Linked DNA regions of Muntiacus reevesi: region 2 is linked to region 1. A link is a contact called in public Hi-C data. All regions are on one chromosome and are shown on one strand. Each heading gives the region's core, a stretch centred on a gene start, on an enhancer-like site or on the middle of the called end of the contact. The rest is flanking DNA. Distances are from core to core; before and after follow the strand shown.

The links. Hi-C and Micro-C count contacts between places; a contact is called where the count stands out from the background.
Region 2: a contact with region 1 is called in a Hi-C map of muscle, with 5 times the contacts expected there. The contact joins the promoter of PTPN23 here to the promoter of ELP6 in region 1. A contact is called at or near these places in 2 of 3 Hi-C or Micro-C datasets (blood and muscle).

The regions. Positions count from the first base shown.
Region 1 is chr4:110,100,269-110,104,364 of mMunRee1.1, reverse strand. ELP6 (elongator acetyltransferase complex subunit 6) reads right to left here and starts at 1,816. Exons shown (of 7, transcript XM_065933831.1): 1 at 1,652-1,816. The coding sequence starts at 1,705.
Region 2 is chr4:110,242,160-110,246,690 of mMunRee1.1, reverse strand. PTPN23 (protein tyrosine phosphatase non-receptor type 23) reads left to right here and starts at 1,632. Exons shown (of 25, transcript XM_065933832.1): 1 at 1,632-1,796. The coding sequence starts at 1,713. It overlaps LOC136166881 (a long non-coding RNA gene), which reads right to left and starts at 2,205. Exons shown (of 2, transcript XR_010662996.1): 1 at 2,056-2,205.

The sequences.
Region 1 (4,096 bases), core at 567-3,066:
TTATAGAGAAATCAACAATGAAGGTGATCTGTATTAAACGCACTTATTTTGGGCAAGCATATCTCAAGCCATCATCTTCCCCAGACAATGGAGAATAAAATCTCTTCTTTTCCTCACTCCTCTCCAGTCTTGGAAAGAATTAAATCCTGAACAAAGTAAGATTTTACCATCAGAACCCAACAAAAATCACTGACTTTCCAGATTGCAAGGAGTCTTCTAAAAAGTCAACTGATCCAACCTTCTCCCTAACTCTAATCCTCATGCCAATTCTGTCCCATAGGCAGGGGAGCAGGAGAAAGCAGTTGTTCCAAGAGACAGCCAGGATCAAAGTCCTCTTCCCAGTGGCCTTGGAAACTGCGTCAGGCAGGGCTCTCATTGTGTAGAGCCCTGGAAAAACCTCTGAAGATGGCCTTTGCAGGGTCTGGCTGTCCTGCTCCAGTCAATGACAGGGAAGGTCATCTCTCTTTCTGATGTCGCGATATTTTTTCCTCTCATAAAATATGAAAGACTACACTAGCAGACTCTGAGGTTACCCCTGGCGCTGTCATTTCCGGGTACCCACTTCTATCCCTCACTGGGGCCCTGGGTTTGGACTTTGGAGGTACTAGTAGTAACTGGCAAGGTAAGCAGCGCCATCTGGAGGCTTGGGCAGAGAAAAACTGCGGGGCAGCTAAAATGCACAAGGATTTACTGAAAACTATTTGCCTGGGAGTATGGAGTAACAAAAAGGAATTACACACTAAGTGTCTTGGCCGCCTGGACGAGCTTACCATTTCATCAGAAAGACAGGAGTTATGAAATAAATCACCTATGTTCCTAGGAGAGGCAACCCTCGGCCTAACGCAAGAACATTTTTGAGATGCTCTAGACCGTGGGAAGGAGAGAGCGAAGAAAACAGAGTAGGAAGGCTGTGATGCCAAAGGCGGGCTTGCGCAATCAAACGTTGGCAGCGAGCAGCTTCAGAGAGCACTGTTCAAAAACATGAGGAGGAAGACGAGCAGAAGCGTTCGCTGAAACCTGCCGAGTGCTCCCAGGACAAAGGGGGCTTAAGTTCGCTAAGAAGTTGCTCCCTTGTGGTGGGGGGCGGGGTGGGGGGGGTTGGTTTCCAGGTGGCTCAGTGGTCAAGAATCCGCCCGTTAAGGGAGGAGACGCGGGAGACGCAGTTCCATCCCTGCGTCAGGAAGATTCCCTGGAGAAGGGAATGGTAATCCAGTCCAGTATTCTTCCCTGGAGAATCCCACGGACAGAGGAGATTGGCGGGCTACGGTCCATGGGGTCGCAAAGAGTCGGACACGACAGAGCGACTAAACTACCACCACCAACCTCTGTTTGGGCGCTGGGACTCCCACCACGCTGAACACGCACAAGGGTCGCCTGTACACTTAAGTCCAACCCAAAGGTACAACGTGCTTCCGGTGGTCATTCAAGGGCGCACGAGACCTTCGAAAACGCTCAGGATGCCCACCTTGCGCAGGCCTAAGTGTCCAGCCCAACCTCGGGGGCGGGCCCTCTGCGGACTACAACTCCCAAGCGCCCCCGGGCCACGGACGTCACGTGATTTCCCACAGGTCCGCGTGCGCTTCATCCGGGTGTGCGGTCTTCCGCCGCGCTCCCAGAATCCAACCTCCTCCCCGACCTTACGACCTCTTACCTGCTCCGCCCCTTCAGGGGTGGTGTTGAGAAGGTTATTGAGTTCTGGGAACATTCCGAGCTCCAGAACGCACGGGGGTCCCGGATGGGAAGATGAGCTGCCGCCGATACAGCGGAGGCTGGAGAGCAAAACCCACCACACAGGACCACGCGGGAGGAGTGCGCATGCGCAATTCCTCTGCTTAGGCGCCGGCCGCAGCCAATGAAACACGCGGATCGGAGCGGGACGCTCTCGGCGCATGCGCAGAGACCTGGGCGCATGCGCACCAGGCCCGGGAACCTGGGCACTGAGCTGTGCGGGTTTCTTACCTTCCTTGCACTCGCAGAGGGTTTCCCCCGACCAAGGCATCAGGAGGTCGGGTCTCTTCTTCCTTCCCTCGACCGTGCGTTCTTCCCATCCCAGAGCCTCCTTTCAAGCTCCTGGGGTGTGCCCCACGCTACTAAAGGCTCTGGCTGCACCGGCGAACCAGACAGGCGAAGACGCCCGCTCTCGCACAAAACAGAGAACAGACGTAATAAACATGGAATAATAAATTGAAAAATTCTGTGTTGGGAGGGGGGGGAATGAAACTGGATAAAGGAATAACGATGGGATGGGGGTAGGTTTTGGAATAAAACAGGTTATCAGGTAGGGTCACTGACCAAGTAGGGTTGGAACACGCCCTGCATGCTTCTCCTTGAGATTTTTGCACTGTTTCCTCTCCCTGGACTGCAGCTGTTAAAAAAAAACACGCCACTTCCTTCAGGTCTTTGTTCACATATCAGTTTATCAGCATTCTGGATCATGGAAAAAGCAAGAGAGTACCAGAAAAACATCTATTTCTGCTTTATTGACTACGCCAAAGCCTTTGACTGTGTGGATCACAATAAACTGGAAAATTCTGAAAGAGATGGGAATACCAGACCACCTGACCTGCCTCTTGAGAAATCTGTAAGCAGGTCAGGAAGCCAAACAAATGAATGAATGTTTTAAAAAACAGAGCTGACTTTCAAGAATCCAATTGCGAGAAGGAAACTACACTCACATTGTTTAATACAAAAGCACAGAATAACATACTCCACATTGCTAATCATTTAAGAAATGTAAGTGAAACTGACAACTGGGTGTCTTCTCCAACCAGACAGAAATGGCCACCTGCAAAAATCTACAAAAATCAATATGAGAGGGGCATAGAGAAAAGGAAATCTTCCCTCCTGTGCCTGTGTGGGAATGTAAATAGCTGGACAGGCGCTATGGAAGAACCATAGGAAAGGAAAACCAGAGCTACAATGAGACCCTGCAGTTCCACTTCTGGGCCTATTTGGATGAAACCATCATTCAAAAAGTCACATGTCCTCCAGGGAGCACTGCAGCACTATTTACAATACCAGGACAGGGAAGTCACCAAAATGCCCAACAACACAGGAATGGAGAAAGGAGATAGAGCCCATATTTGCAATGCAATATTAGTCATAGAAAAGGGTGAAATGATGCCATTTGCAGCAATAATGATGGACCTAGACATGAGTATATAAAGTTAACTAAATCAGAGAGAAAAAAATCATATGTTACCATTTATGTGTGGATTTGAAAATCTGATAAAATTTAACTCATTTACAAGTAGGAACAGACTGACAGTCCTAGAAAACAAACTTATGATTACCCAGAGGCAAGGGGAGTGAGGAGCAGTAAGTTAGAAGGTTGGCATTCACAGATACATACTTATATGTGTGTGTATATATATGTACACACACACATATATACATATATCGACAGGGAAGCCTGGCAGTGCTGCAGTCCATGGAGTTGCAAAGAGGCGGACATGACTGAGCAGCTGAACTGAGCTTATATATATATTCACATAGAAAATAGACGGTCACCTGGGATCTACTGTGAGCACAGGCAGGTCTACGCAACATTGGCCAATAACCTCAATGGGAAAAGAACCCATAAAAGAACAGCTCTCTGTATAAATAAAAATGTGTCATCTTGCTGTACATTTAAAAACAAACAAAACATTGTAAATCAATTACACTCCAATATAAAGCACAAATTTGTAAACAGAAAGGGAAACAAGAAGGAAATACCTACTCTATTCCGCTCAGGCCTCAGTGTCCTGTGCTGGGTCACCTCCAGAAAACCTGAGTGGGTTTGGGTTTCAAGCCTGGAGCGCCCTGGGGCACCGGGAGTGGTGGAGAACGTGCCACAAATGAGCAACACCTTCCAAGCCCCCCGTTAGTACCTCGTCCCCTCTGGAGGAAACCACTATTTCAAGATAGGGGGGCCCCTAAAGGTAAAGCCAAGCTAAGTGCACCCAAAGGATGCTGGACCCTCTGGTCTGGAAGAGGTCTGAAAAGTCACCTGGTCTCCACATCTCCTGGACCTGACGTTCCCATGGTCAGCCTTCTTCCTTAAAGTTGCTGCTGCTATTTAAACCAGCAGCCGAAGTATAAAGCGGTTTGGAAT
Region 2 (4,531 bases), core at 383-2,882, 140 kb before region 1:
TCCCCCTGGCGAAGGGAATGGCAACCACTCCAGTGTTCTTGCCTGGAGAATCCCCATGGACAGAGGAGCCTGGTGGGTTACAGTCCGTGGGGTGGCAGATTTGGACAGGACTGAGCAACTAGCACAGAATCTAACACAGTATTTGTTCTTCGGTGTCTGGTGTATGTCACTGGCGTCATGTCTTCACGGTTCATTTCTGTTGAGCATGTATCAGAATGTCCTTCCTTTCTGAGGCTGAAGGACAGTCTGGTGCATGCTGTCCCACATCTCCCTTGCCCATTCATCTGTTGACGGGCATCTGATTTAGTTTTACCTCCTGGATATTATAAACAATGCTGCTGTGAACATTTGTGTACTTGGATTTTCTTTTGCTCTAACTCCAGCTGGCATGAAGGTAGATCCTGGATTGCAAAGGGGACCTGGGCCCTTGGTTGTGGGTGAACCCTCTCTCTTGAGCCATGGTCTCCTCCCCATCTTCTCTTGAAAAACTTAAGGGAATCTATATCCAGCTCAACACAGACAGCCCTTGTTCTTCTCTTCCAAACCTCTCCCTCCCTGTTTTACCATGTCAGAAAACAGTTGTGTAGCCACCCAGGTATATACCAGCTAGAAACCTGGAAATAATCTTTTATATTCTCAATCTCTTACATCCATTCATCTCAGGTTCTACCACATTTTCCCCCTAAAACATTTCTCAAACCTGCCCGTGTTTCATTTCCCTTTGCCCCAGCTCCACATTTGTCTCCTGGAAGACTACCAAAGGTTCCTCGCTAATTTCCTTGCTTCTACTTTTGCCCTAACAAGCCATTCTCCATTTTATGTGTTTTTAAAGCTAGGTAATATACACATGATTTAAAAACCCTTGCTCTACAGGTCATCTCTTCAGAGCTGATAACTGTTGTCGGCTCCCTGGTCCCCTTCCAGACTGAAAGGTATTCGCGTGGCTGTATATAGTCATCCCCACCCCCATCGCTCTAAGTCTCTCTCTCTTTTCCCCCTTCAGCTTTACACTTCATTTACCAGTTCTCTCCCCATCATCAAAAACGGACTTGGCCATCTCTTAGGGAGCGCCCCTTCCTACAGGCTCAGCCGAGTATGCCAGTCTCCAACAAGTCACTCCTCTGTTCCAAAGCTCGACACCTGGGGTGAAACGGATTGCTTGCTTCTTAGCCCTGTCTCCTTGGCCAGGCAGCCCTTACTCCAAGACTGTTTTTAAGTTACTTCTTCTGGGGGTGGCCCTCCACACGTTATCTCTACCACAGCATCTGACCCCATCTACCAAGGCCCTCGACACTACTTAGGGTCTACAAGTCTATGGCTACGTTCTCTAATGTCCTTCCCCTGAGTGGGGAGCGACTGGAGCCCGAGCCAGGTCCCTGCGGTCTACTTTGCCCAGGAAGAAGAAACCAGTTACCTCCCTGCTTAGCAATTAGATGCAGAGAGACTACGACTCCCAGAAACCCTTTCGCCTCCGGCTGGAGGTGTGCCTTCTACACGTGCCCGCGTGCACGAGACTGAGCATGCGCAACGGAAAATGCGCCTGCGCAAAAGGCTGCACGGGAGGGGACCGCCTCTCCCAGCAGGCAGTAGGGGCATTTTTTTCCATCCCCGCGTGACAAGTGACTTCCGGCGTGGAGGGGCGGGGCGCGCGGCTGAGCCTGCAGCTGCGAAAGCTTGGGGAGCGGCCGGGGGGCCGGCGGGTGCCTGCGGCCATGGAGGCCGTGCCCCGCATGCCCATGATCTGGCTGGACCTGAAAGAGGCCGGTGACTTCCACTTTCAGCCAGCCGTAAAGAAGGTGAGGGCAGCTCCTCCTCCCCGCCCCCTCCCCTTTTCTCCCGCGTCTCTCAGTCCGCCGGCGCGTGACGCCCCCTGCGCGTCCATCATCTCCCCAGGCCCTGTCGCAGGGTCGTGTGAGGCCGGGAGGGACCTCCGCTGGCTTTCCTTCGCCTGGCGCACCCCCATCGCACCCTGTCTCATCTCTGCGCGCTCGTAGAGCGTCTCCCCACCGCCCGCCGACCCCGCCAGCCCCGTAGCACCCGCTGTCTGATCGGAACCTGTTTTCCGATTTCTTCTCCCGGTCATCCGCGATCCCCGCCGAGGCGCCTCACTTCCTCGGCGTGACGCTCTGGACCTAGTTCTGCTCCACCCCTCATCCGCGCCAGCACCGCCCTGCGGGGATCGGTGGGTGGCCCTCCTTAACCGTCAGGGTGGAAAGGCTGTGCTTGGCCCTCGTTATGCTGTCCGTCTACGACCGGACTGGGACGGAGGCCGAGGATGGCTCAGAATGTGTTTTAAGGCCCTGGCCAGCCGGACCTCTGTGATTGGAGTGGCTGTAACACTTGGTGCAATTCTGTCTGGTCTCAGAAGAAAAACCTTATCTGGAACTCTTTTGGACCAAAAGATAACAACTCTGTCGTTTAGAGGAGCGTTACTGCGTTCGCGACTGCGCACAGGGGATAAATAGTATTGTAGCTTTCAGAGCGACCCTAGCAGTCCTTTGCTGACTCTCCAGTTGGATGGAAGAGAACAGGCAGTTTTGGCGTTGAGGAAGGCAAGGGACCGCTGTGGGGAGATCAGGTGCGGCTGGTACAAAGGAGGGCCAGGTGTGTCGATTGGGCATCAGGTACCCTCTGAGACATCTGCCTTGGGAAGGACCGTCTGGTACCACTGAAGGACAGAGCAGAAGTGAAAAGGAATAACCAGGAGGCTGTTGCAGGTTGACATCCTTGTGGTTTTAGTATAGCTGCTGCCAGAATCTGGATGGTGCCCCACTGAGGAAGGTGGTTGAGAAAAAAAAAATAGAAGAAAGAAAATGGGTTGGGGAAGTTTTCCAAGAAGCTCTCCCTTTCTCTGTTCACACTGCCACTGCCTGCCTTCAGACACTAACAGTTTGTGTTCCTTTGAGTCCATCATTTAATCTCTTTGGGCATCTTTTTCCTCATTGGTAAAACCAGAAAATTAGATTAAAAAAAAAACAACTTTGGCCGAGTCCCCCCAGCTTATGTGATCTTAGTTCCCTGACCAAGGATCAAACCCCAGGCCCCAGTGAACCACTGGAGACGTCCCCAAAATTAGGTTAATTGATCTAAAGTTCCAAATTTTTACTTCTTTCCCAAAGTTTGGTCTCTTTTCCATCTACTGTTTTAATTCCAAGATGTATATCAAATTAAGAACAGAAGCTAAACAGCCCCATCATCTATGGGATGACAAAAGCATACACAGATGAATGAGATCATGTTAGTATCAGAGAAGGTGAAACAAAATCTTGACCCTGGGTCAAGAAATAGGAAGTTTGGCTCAGAGTTCTAGAACTACCATTGCTGATCTCTGGTTCCCATTTTTCTAATCTGCAAAGAATGGCAGGATCGGGTGATCTCATCTACCCCTGGTGGCTCAGGTGGTAAAGAATCTGCCTGCAATGCGGGAGATCTGGGTTCGATCCCTGGGTTGGGAAGATCCCCTGGAGAGGGGAAAAGCTGCCCACTCCAGTATTCTGGCTGGAGAATTCCAGGGACTGTATAGTCCATGGGGTCACAAAGAGTCTGACATGATTGAGCGACTTTCACTTTCATCTGCCTACAGAATTCTGGGCCATTGGTTGCTTGGTAAAAGGGCAGAGTAATGTCACAGAAATAGTATAGATACTGGAATCAGGCAGACTTTGGTTTAGGTACCACCTTTTTGACTTAATAGCTGAGTGACTTCAGCTGTTACAAATGATCACTTCACTAATCTGGGCCTCATTTTTCTCACCTGTAACAGAACTAATACTATACCTTATAAGCTTATGGGCATCAAGAGTTAACGCAGGGACTTTGCTGGTGGTCCAGTGGTTAAGAATCTGCCTGCCAATGCAGGGGACACAGGTCTGATCCATGGTGCAGGAAGATCCACGTGCTTTGGGACAACCAAGCCCGTGTGCCACAGCTACTGAGCCTGCGCTCTAGGGCCCACGTGGCGCAACTACTGAAGCCCTGGGCCTAGAGCCTGTGCTCTGCAACAAGAGACGCCGCCACAGTGAGAAGCCTACGCATTACAGCAGAGTGGCCTCCGCTCGGAGCGACTGCAAAAAGCCGGAGCACAGCAGCAAAGACCTAGTGCAGCCAAAACTAAAATAAATAAAAAGAGAAAAACAAGATATACTTTAAAAAAATGAGTTAATGCATTTGAGTCCCTAGTACAGGCCTTGGCATATTGTAAACAATACTTTCAGCTTAGCATCCTCTTTCTCTGTTTAGGAAATAGCCCAGGTCCTATGACAGCTCTGTGAGTTAGACGTAGCAGGTAATTGTGGTTCAGTCGGTAAGTCATGTCCAACTCTTTGCGACCCTGTGGACGGCAGCACGCCAGGCTTCCCCATCCTTCACCATCTCCCAGAGCTTGCTCAAACTCATTCCATTGAGTCGGTGATGCCATCCAACCATCTCATCCTCTGTTGCCCCTTTTCCTCCTGCCCTCAATCTTTCCCAGCATCAGGGTCTTTTCCAGTGAGTTGACTCTTCACATCGGGTGGCCAAAGTATTGGAGCTT